Linked DNA regions of Danio rerio: region 2 is linked to region 1. Evidence: chromatin contacts called from public HiCAR-type data. All regions are on one chromosome and are shown on one strand. Each heading gives the region's core, a stretch centred on a gene start, on an enhancer-like site or on the middle of the called end of the contact. The rest is flanking DNA. Distances are from core to core; before and after follow the strand shown.

Region 1 (4,811 bases), core at 1,255-3,754:
CCACGACTTCACACATTACATATTCAATTGGTGCAGTTTACGTTAACTTATGGAGTCACTCTCTTGACATTGCATATTGGGGACACATAAAACCCTGTTATGTGCAGTTCTTTCTTATATTCCTGTGTACTGCCATTAATCTGCGGGTCAGGTAATCAAAACGTAGGCTACACGATGCTTAATTATGAGAGGGTCACGGATGGATAAGATCAATAGTTGGTCATGTAAACTTAAACTACTTTCTCTAAAAAATTAAGATGATTTAATCGATTTTATCTTGACAGACTGCCTGCAGTGATGTTTAGCTCTAGGCACTTTTATTTAGCCTGTAATCTACTATTGACCTTATTCTTCAATGCGAAAGTGTGCTCGTTTTTGCGATTGTTTCAGAACTTCCGATTCAGTTGCCTATGGGAGAAATGACTAGGAATAATAAATGGCAAAAATGGTCAAACTACTTGCTCTACAAACAAGTGTTTGCATGACACTACAAACCAAGTAGAAGTTTGCAACATCAAGCAGCATAACAAGCTGTTTTGACGTCTAAAAATAAATGGAAGTGAATGAGACCTGAAGTCTCGAGCAAAAACGATTCAAATGGTTGCGCCCGCTCGTACGTAAAGAATAAGGTGAATATAAAAGTTTAGATTTATTTTATTTATTTTTTACATATAATGTTCCGTTACTTAAAATTTCACAATTTTTTTTTATATTTATAGTTTATATATAAAATAAGCGGTAGCTTGTTTCGAGTTATCATTATGCAAGGATCATATTGCATATTCAGTTTATTCTTCAGAAGGCTTTTGATTTGTTAATAATGTATTTTATAAACAGATTTTTTATAAGGACTATATATTAATATATAATACATTAATTAATACAATAAGAGGTTGAAGTCGAGTAGGACAACAAATCACATCCGCATAATGAAATACAGTTGAGAGGTATCGGTGCGTGGTATTGGCATTTTGTGTATGATACAAGTACTAGTATTTTAGCCAAGTATCGACCCGATACCGAAACTGGTATTGGAGCATCCCTAATTATTTCTGCATATCTTGTACGATAAACAAGCCAATTTATGAAATAAATAAAAAAACATTTCAATTTCAAAATACGTAAGTGGTGTGTAGCTGTCAAAGTATTGTAAATAATAATATTCATAATTCACAAATTAAATGTTTATTTTCATCAAATAAAATTATTACATTGTGTTAGTGTCAGTCTTGTCTACAAACCATAAACACTATGGCTGCACAATATATCGTTTCAGCATCGATATCGCAATGTGATCATTCGCAATTGTCACATTGCGAGTATATGCAATTTTGAGTTTGCATTATGATTCATTATTTGCATGTGTTTTTTGATGCCTGTGATTGTATAATGACCTTAAAAGCATTCAGGCATAAGACATTGCACCATTTATGACTTTAACAACAATTAATTTTAAATGAATTGTTTTTATTTTTATCATTCAGTTACTGTACTCGAGTACTGTTACACAATAAAATACTTCTTCAATTGTAACTTTTCTTGATTGTATTTATAAATTGTTGGGCATAAAAAAACTCACATGAAAATACAGAAATCCACTGCAAATAGCAGAAACGTACATAGATACCCCAAAACGTATATAGTTTATTAGATTTTTTGAAGATGTACTTCCACTGCAGAAGCATCCCAATCGTTCTAGCATTATAAATTCATTCCAAATAGAGATATTTAAGTTATCAGGTGACATTGTATTAATATTGCAATAAATATCGCAAAATAAAAATTATCACAATGCTAGATTTGTCTAATATTTTGCAGCCCTAATAAACACATTTATATTATTTATTAATATTTATAAACATTAAAATATTAATTTAAGCTTATAACCCTTATAACCTCTAGACATTTATAGCTTAAATATTTATATTTTTTAATATATAAATACATGTTTGGAAACTGACATACTACAATAAATCTTTATAAACCCAATTATTTTTCATGGTTTACACCTGTCTTTGAACAATGTATCTAAAGTGATCAATCACTGTCATAAATAAATAAATCAATAAATGCATTTCTGGCAGGAAAACAAACAGGCCATAATAGCAATTAACATTATGTACACTTATATAATATTTACATATTTATTTATAATGGCCATTTTACATTCTGCAACACCCAAGCAGATAATGTTCAGAGGACAAACTGTAACGTTAAACCTACGATGACCTTGTAAACAATAGCAAAATACGCCGAAAAACGTCGTCCACCATAGCATATACAATGTACATTCACGAATAATCCCAGCGTTTCATATTGTTTCTAATAGAGCCCACTTTTAAACACATTAGGGGACCCCCATACATTACATAACATTGCAGTGAACTCCATGTTAGAGCAAGTGATTCAAGAGGCGCAATGAAAGCTGACATGGAACATAAACTAAGCCTTTAACTATACCTGAAACTGCTCCGTTCCGATATGTAAAAACCTGAGATTAAAAACGTCAGCCGCTTCAGTATAGACGAGCCATCTTGAAGACACGTTTGTTTTGGGTGTCAGCGATATGCGGTAAAGCGCCAAAACAACACGTGCTGTGAGATCCGATACTTAACTCTAGCTTTGCCACTCTGCATAACATTGAGTGAATGACGGATATAACCAACTGAACACATTATGGAAGCTATTTATGTGATGCATTGCCATACTTTATCGAATAATTTCAGTAGCAATTGCATGACATACATTTTTAATGCGTGTGGGTAAGTTACATTCCTTAAATAAAATATGTTAAATGGAGGCGTGGGCTCACGTTGCTGTGTTTGCACGTCTGGGAAAAAAAATAAATAAGGTCATTGCCACTTTTTTATCTGATTATTAAGACTAGTTCTTAGTTTATGAGGATATTTATATTATAAATGCAACTAAAATATAAATTTGAAGATATATTTCCTTATTTGTTATATTGTAGTAGCTGATATATTTATTTGGACATTAATTGACATGTTTAGAATTTTTATTATTCATTTGGAATTATTAGTTTAGAGATAATTCAACATTTAAAACAATTATTCTAATAAATTTTATTGGAATTATTCTAATCATTTTATATGGTATATTCAAAACATTTATATTATTTTTTTAATGATCATAATTTCAATTAATATTTAATCCACACTTTGTATTTATTTTGTTAAAATGTGTCTAATTATCTTAATAAAAATATTTAATATTCATTTCAATTTAATAAAATAATTATTATTTGCACAGGCATGCCATGTTCTGTCCATCTAAGCAGATTTCTATTTAATATTCCCAAAATCTATAAATTAATACACATTTAGAGGTTAAAAAAATGTCACAAATAAAGAAATGAATAGGCTTATCTTGTAATTAAGCACAAATCTTAATAAATTCAAGACGGACACTCGTTTGTTTCTACTTCACACTTTACAATAAGGTTGAATTACTTATTCACTAACCTAAACTAATAATGAACAACTTTTACAGCATTTATAAATTAAAAATAGATTAAAATTTACTAATAAACTCTCAAATTATTGTTTGTTTACATTAGTAGGTAATTCACTGTGAGTTAACATAAACAACTTTTACTAACAATAAACAACTTTAATATCATTAACTAACCTTAAAAAGATTAATAGTTTTTTATATATAATTAGTTGTCTATGTTAGTAAATAGACCTAAATTACAGGCCTACAACTATATTGTAAATTGTTACCAGTAATCTTAATCGCACAAAACTGACATATTTACATAAACTTCCTTTACACAACAGTGGATGAAAGTTAACACCTGCTATAAGCAAATTTAATGGCACAAAAATAAATGGTTGACAAATGGGGAAATGGGAAAACATCTACTAGAATGGCAAAACTAGGGCATAAAGTTTCTATGATTACGATAAGCAGTATCTGACGTCACGTCGCGCGGGAGAAGGATATTTGAAAAAATAAAACATTTGACATTTTGGCGCTTGACGCCTTTCATTGTTTTTATCCTATCTTTATCTAATTCGGCCGATGAAATGTATAGCTAACAATAAAGATATGCTAATTTTGCTAATTTTGTAGCTAATTCAGCTTTTTATTATAGTTTTTTTTATAGTGGAATTGGGTGTACAGGCAAAACACAGACAAAGTGCGAACGAACTGGTTAACATATAATATATTATTCTATATTATGTATCAAGGGTTTCCTCAAGGTGCTCCGGTTTAAGTTAAACGAGCCGTAGTGTATGTGTGTGAATAGGTGTATTGAATAGATGTTGGGTTGCGGCTGAAGGGCATTTGCTGCGTTAAACATATGCTGGATAAGTTGGCGCTTCATTCCGCTGTGGCGACCCCTGATTAATAATGGGACTAAACCGAAAAGAAAATGAATGATTATGCCATTATTATTGATATGATTACCACACGTGAATCCATTTATTTAAATCCACTAGATGGCGCCATAATGACGTCACAATGACTGGAGATGCAAGTCAAAAACAAACTGATAGACGTTGATACTTATTGACAGTTTAACATGAAAGGTTACATAAACATGCTGAGTCATAAACCATCCTGTTTTCAGTGCTGGTTGCAGGTTGTTTTTCTTCTATCTAATTTTGAACAGCAACATATGATGGAGACCAATTGAACACATCAAAGTATCAAACACATCAAAGCCTTTTATTTTCAGGTATCCCTGTTTCTATATAATATCTGTCTTGTCTTTGAAACATGGTAGTTGATCAATCAACCTAGAAATCAATGATAATATAATGATTAGTATTCGTCATTTAGAC
Region 2 (4,811 bases), core at 1,445-3,944, 110 kb after region 1:
CTATTGTGACAAACCAGAGGATGTTGATTCCCTGCTTTCCCAAACAGACAAGCCCAGTGTTGTGTTAAAGCAAGTGACCAGGGTCCAGTTTGGGTCTTGCTATATTTCACAATCTAAAAAAAAAACACTAAACCAAGCCAATAGGAAGCTGTCCCTCTGTTTACCTTGTGCTCTTCAACTTCCAATAAGCTGCACATGTAGGCCAGGCTTGCATGTCCACGAGCAGCAGCAGTTCTCCAGCCGGAGGCCCAGAATAGCACCAGCATTCCTTACCCTCCCTCTCTCTCACCCAGCAGAGACACAGCAGAGCGCAGGGTCACATGGACTGATCACACACACACATAGACCACAACAAAAACACATAAACACAGAGATTATTAGTGCAGCACTGTTATTGCCTGAGATTGGATGTGTTTGTTAACTAGATTTGTACATACTGTTATTTAGACGCTACTGTTTTTGTGTACATAAACAAAAATCTATCTATCTATCTATCTATCTATCTATCTATCTATCTATCTATCTATCTATCTATCTATCTATCTATCTATCTATCTATCTATCTATCTATCTATCTATCTATCTATCTATCTATCTATCTATCTATCTATCTACCTGTCTGTCTGTCTGTCTGTCTGTCTGTCTGTCTATCTATCTATCTATCTATCTGTCCATCTGCCCATCAATCTATCTGTCCATCTATCCATCATCCATCTGACTTCCGTCTGTCTGTTTAACCATATTCCTCTACATTACCATTCATTCATCTATCCATCCATCCATCCATCCATCCATCCATCCATCCATCCATCCATCCATCTGTTCGTCCATCTATCTGTCCATCCATCCATACATCCATCTGACTTCTGTTTGACCATCTTCCTCCATCTGTCCATCCATCTTCATCTTACCTACCTACCTACCTACCTACCTACCAACCAATCAACCAACCTATCCATCTATCCATCCATCCATCCATCCATCCATCCATCCATCCATCCATCTATCTATCTATCTATCTATCTATCTATCTATCTATCTATCTATCTATCTATCTATCTATCTATCTATCTATCTATCTATCTATCTATCTATCTATCTATCTATCTATCTATCTATCTATCTATCTATCTATCTATCTATCTAATCTAGCCATTTATCGATCCATCCATCCAACCCATCTTCCTATATCTGTCCATCCATCCATCCATCTTCTACTTACCTACCTACCTACCTACCTACCTATCAACCAACCAACCTCTCTATCTATCTATCTATCTATCTATCTATCTATCTATCTATCTATCTATCTATCTATCTATCTATCTATCTATCTATCTATCTATCTATCTATCTATCTATCTATCTATCTATCTATCTATCTATCTATCTGTCTGTCTGTCTGTCTGTCTATCTATCTATCTATCTATCTGTCCATCTACCCATCAATCTATCTGTCCATCTATCCATCATCCATCTGACTTCCGTCTGTCTGTTTAACCATATTCCTCTACATTACCATTCATCCATCCATCCATCCATCCATCTATCCATCCATCCATCTGACTTCTGTTTGACCATCTTCCTCCATCTGTCCATCCATCTTCATCTTACCTACCTACCTACCTACCTACCTACCTACCTACCAACCAATCAACCAACCAACCAACCTATCCATCCATCCATCCATCCATCCATCCATCCATTCATCCATCATCTATCTATCTATCTATCTATCTATCTATCTATCTATCTATCTATCTATCTATCTATCTATCTATCTATCTATCTATCTATCTATCTATCTATCTATCTATCTATCTATCTATCTATCTATCTATCTATCTAATCTAGCCATTTATCGATCCATCCATCCATCCATCCAACCCATCTTCCTATATCTGTCCATCCATCCATCCATCCATCTTCTACTTACCTACCTACCTACCTACCTACCTACCTACCTACCTACCTATCAACCAACCAACCAACCTCTCTATCTATCTATCTATCTATCTATCTATCTATCTATCTATCTATCTATCTATCTATCTATCTATCTATCTATTCGTCCATCTGTCTATTCATCCAACCATCTGACTTCTGTCTGTCTTTTTGACCATCTTCATCCGTCTGTCCATCCATCCATTTATCTATCCATCCATGCATCTATCTATCTATCTATCTATCTATCTATCTATCTATCTATCTATCTATCTATCTATCTATCTATCTATCTATCTATCTATCTATCTATCTGTCTGTCTGTCTGTCTGTCTGTCTAATAATATAAAGATAAAATATCTTTACGTATATAAAAGCATGGACAAAATAAACAAAAATAATATATCTATTTATCTATCTACTTAATCTGCCTTCTGCATCAACACCATTGTGCACACGTGTAAACATAAAAACAATAGATCTATCTACCTATCTTGTCCTTAAGCTTAATCACACGGATCAACTTCTTCGAAAGGGATTTCCTATTCACTTTAAATCAGAAACAGAAAAACAACCCCAAAAAAAACTGTGGACAGAAATTGGCCAGTGTTTGACAGAAACCGCTAGGGGTTTCTATGCACACTGATATTAAGCAGCAGGGCCAATGGCAACAAAGGATAGCGAGTGAACGATAGCTCCACCTCTCCGCTTTTCTCATGTATATAAGCCCGTGGAGTTGACCCAGAAAACACACACACATACAATCTCGTTGGAAGATAGTGAGCAGCGATCTTTTGTGCGTCGGAGTATGAAGCTTCACCTTGTGGAATATAAACTGTAATTCTTCGGAGGCTTTTGAAGAGATAAAGCTCGTTTGTCCTGCCGCAGCGGAGTCACATAGCAGAGGACACGGGGTAAGAGATTCAAAAAACGCTTGAGAAACTCACGGGCTGTGTTTCAAAACACCGTGTGCTGACTATGCGGACGGCATCAAAAGCGCGTGCAGCATTTCGAGCGCTTGCGATGTCTGAATGCTGTCTAGATAGGCAGCACACTAGGCTTTTGAAACGCCGCCGGTGTTTTAGGGCTCAGGGTGGTTGATCCATTGTTTGCTTCACTGCACGGTGACTTTCTATGAATTGATCTTCTGCATTCTTAGATTTTCTGTATGCCAAGTGCATTGTTTATCATATAAAACGTGCGTTTGATTTTCCCAGTGATCTATGAAAATAAGGTTTGATTCAAATGCATTTCCAATTGTACTCATTGTTTAGAACCCGTGTTTAAAGGGAATCGTTGGCATGCATTTAGATGGAAATCAGTTAAAGCTGTGCGTGAAATGTTTAAGGTTGAGAATGATGCTCTCAATTCCAAAAGTGTTAAGATATACACCATTAGAGGTTATTTGGTGTTTATAAGATAGTCAGGTGGGCTGTAGGGGGAAAATAATTCAAACACTTTCCACTCAGATGGGGATATTAGTACAATCCTTGCTATTGTTAGTGTTTATTTACAGTTTGAGTTTGGTTACTGACTACTCTGCACCTTTATCAATTTGACTACGAGAACTTCTATTGTCACTAGTCCAATTCTAAACCCAATCTTGTGTGTTTTAATGAAGGGAGAGTCTATGGCAGAGCACATGATGATGCCCATGAACCACGGCCAGGGAAACGGGGGTCTGCATGGCTACCGGATGGGCATGAATGGAGGCCTGCAGGCAGGCCCCCAGCAGCACATTCCCCAGTCTGGCTTGAGAGCCATGCCCAATGGACAGATGATGCACTATGGAGCGGGGCCTCAGGGAAACATGGAGGCCGCCATGCGCCAAAGGGCTAACATGGTGGGGCCTATGAATGGACAGATGGGTCACCACCGAATGCAGTCAACTAACATGATGTTCAACAACCAGGGCCAGCCACAGCAGCATCACGTTCAGCAGCATCAACAGCAGCATCAACAGCACCACCACATGCAGCAACAACAGCCTCAACCACCACCGCCACAACAACAACAACAACAACAGCAGCAACAGCAGTATATGACCGGGGGTCTCACTTCCCAACAGCTCATGGCCAGCATGCACCTTCAGAAACTCAACACACAGTACCACGGGCACCCGTTGGGACACATGAATGGCAACCATATGGGAAATGGGGCGCAATTCCGCATGGGTCAGGCTCAGCTGAGCAACATGCAGCACATGCCCGGCCCAGCTCTCAGTCTTAATGGTATGGATGCTGATTTGATCGACGAAGAGGTTTTGACGTCGTTGGTCATGGAGCTAGGACTGGACCGGGTGCAAGAACTCCCTGAACTCTTCCTCGGACAAAACGAGTTTGACTTCATATCGGACTTTGTGAGCAAACAGCAGCCGAGCACCGTTAGCTGCTGAGACAGGACTGTTTGGACGCTTCGAGGCGGGATTTGATTATCAATATGGTTATTTTTGGGACCACCAGAACCAGAGGTGGCCAAATGCCTCTGTTCTCAGAAACGAGTGGTTAAGCTCCTGTCAGGACTACAGTTCTGCTTCTGGCTGGAACGCCAAAAAACAACGTTCCATGGATGAATGTAACAACACTTCAGAACTGTGAACTTGGTGCAATGTAAAGACACTCAAACATTTATTTGTCTTCGATGCAGTTTTACATTTAAAAATGTATTTATTTATTGCTTATTCAGATGTATTAACATAGAACAAAAAAGCAGCAATGACCTTAAGAACCTGTGGTTTATGGGGCAACTGCCAAAATGGGATTGCTGAATTGTTCTCTTTGATTTAGACCCAAAAAATGTGTTCATCGACCCAAACCGTAAGTCTATTGTATGGTAAATGTTCAGTATACCCAAAACCACTGCTTGCT

The links. HiCAR-type assays count read pairs that join an accessible place to other places.
Region 2: a HiCAR-type map of caudal fin shows a contact between it and region 1, with 4 times the contacts expected there. The contact joins the promoter of cited4b here to the promoter of ctps1b in region 1. A contact is called at or near these places in 2 of 18 Hi-C or Micro-C datasets (caudal fin and hematopoietic stem cells) and 3 of 4 datasets of contacts at active chromatin or transcription factors (caudal fin, embryo and gastrula embryo).

The regions. Positions count from the first base shown.
Region 1 is chr16:38,682,291-38,687,101 of GRCz12tu, forward strand. ctps1b (CTP synthase 1b) reads right to left here and starts at 2,505. Exons shown (of 17, transcript NM_001111247.1): 1 at 2,461-2,505.
Region 2 is chr16:38,790,582-38,795,392 of GRCz12tu, forward strand. cited4b (Cbp/p300-interacting transactivator, with Glu/Asp-rich carboxy-terminal domain, 4b) reads left to right here and starts at 2,695. Exons shown (of 2, transcript NM_200078.2): 1 at 2,695-2,858; 2 at 3,566-4,811. The coding sequence starts at 3,575. The coding sequence ends at 4,339.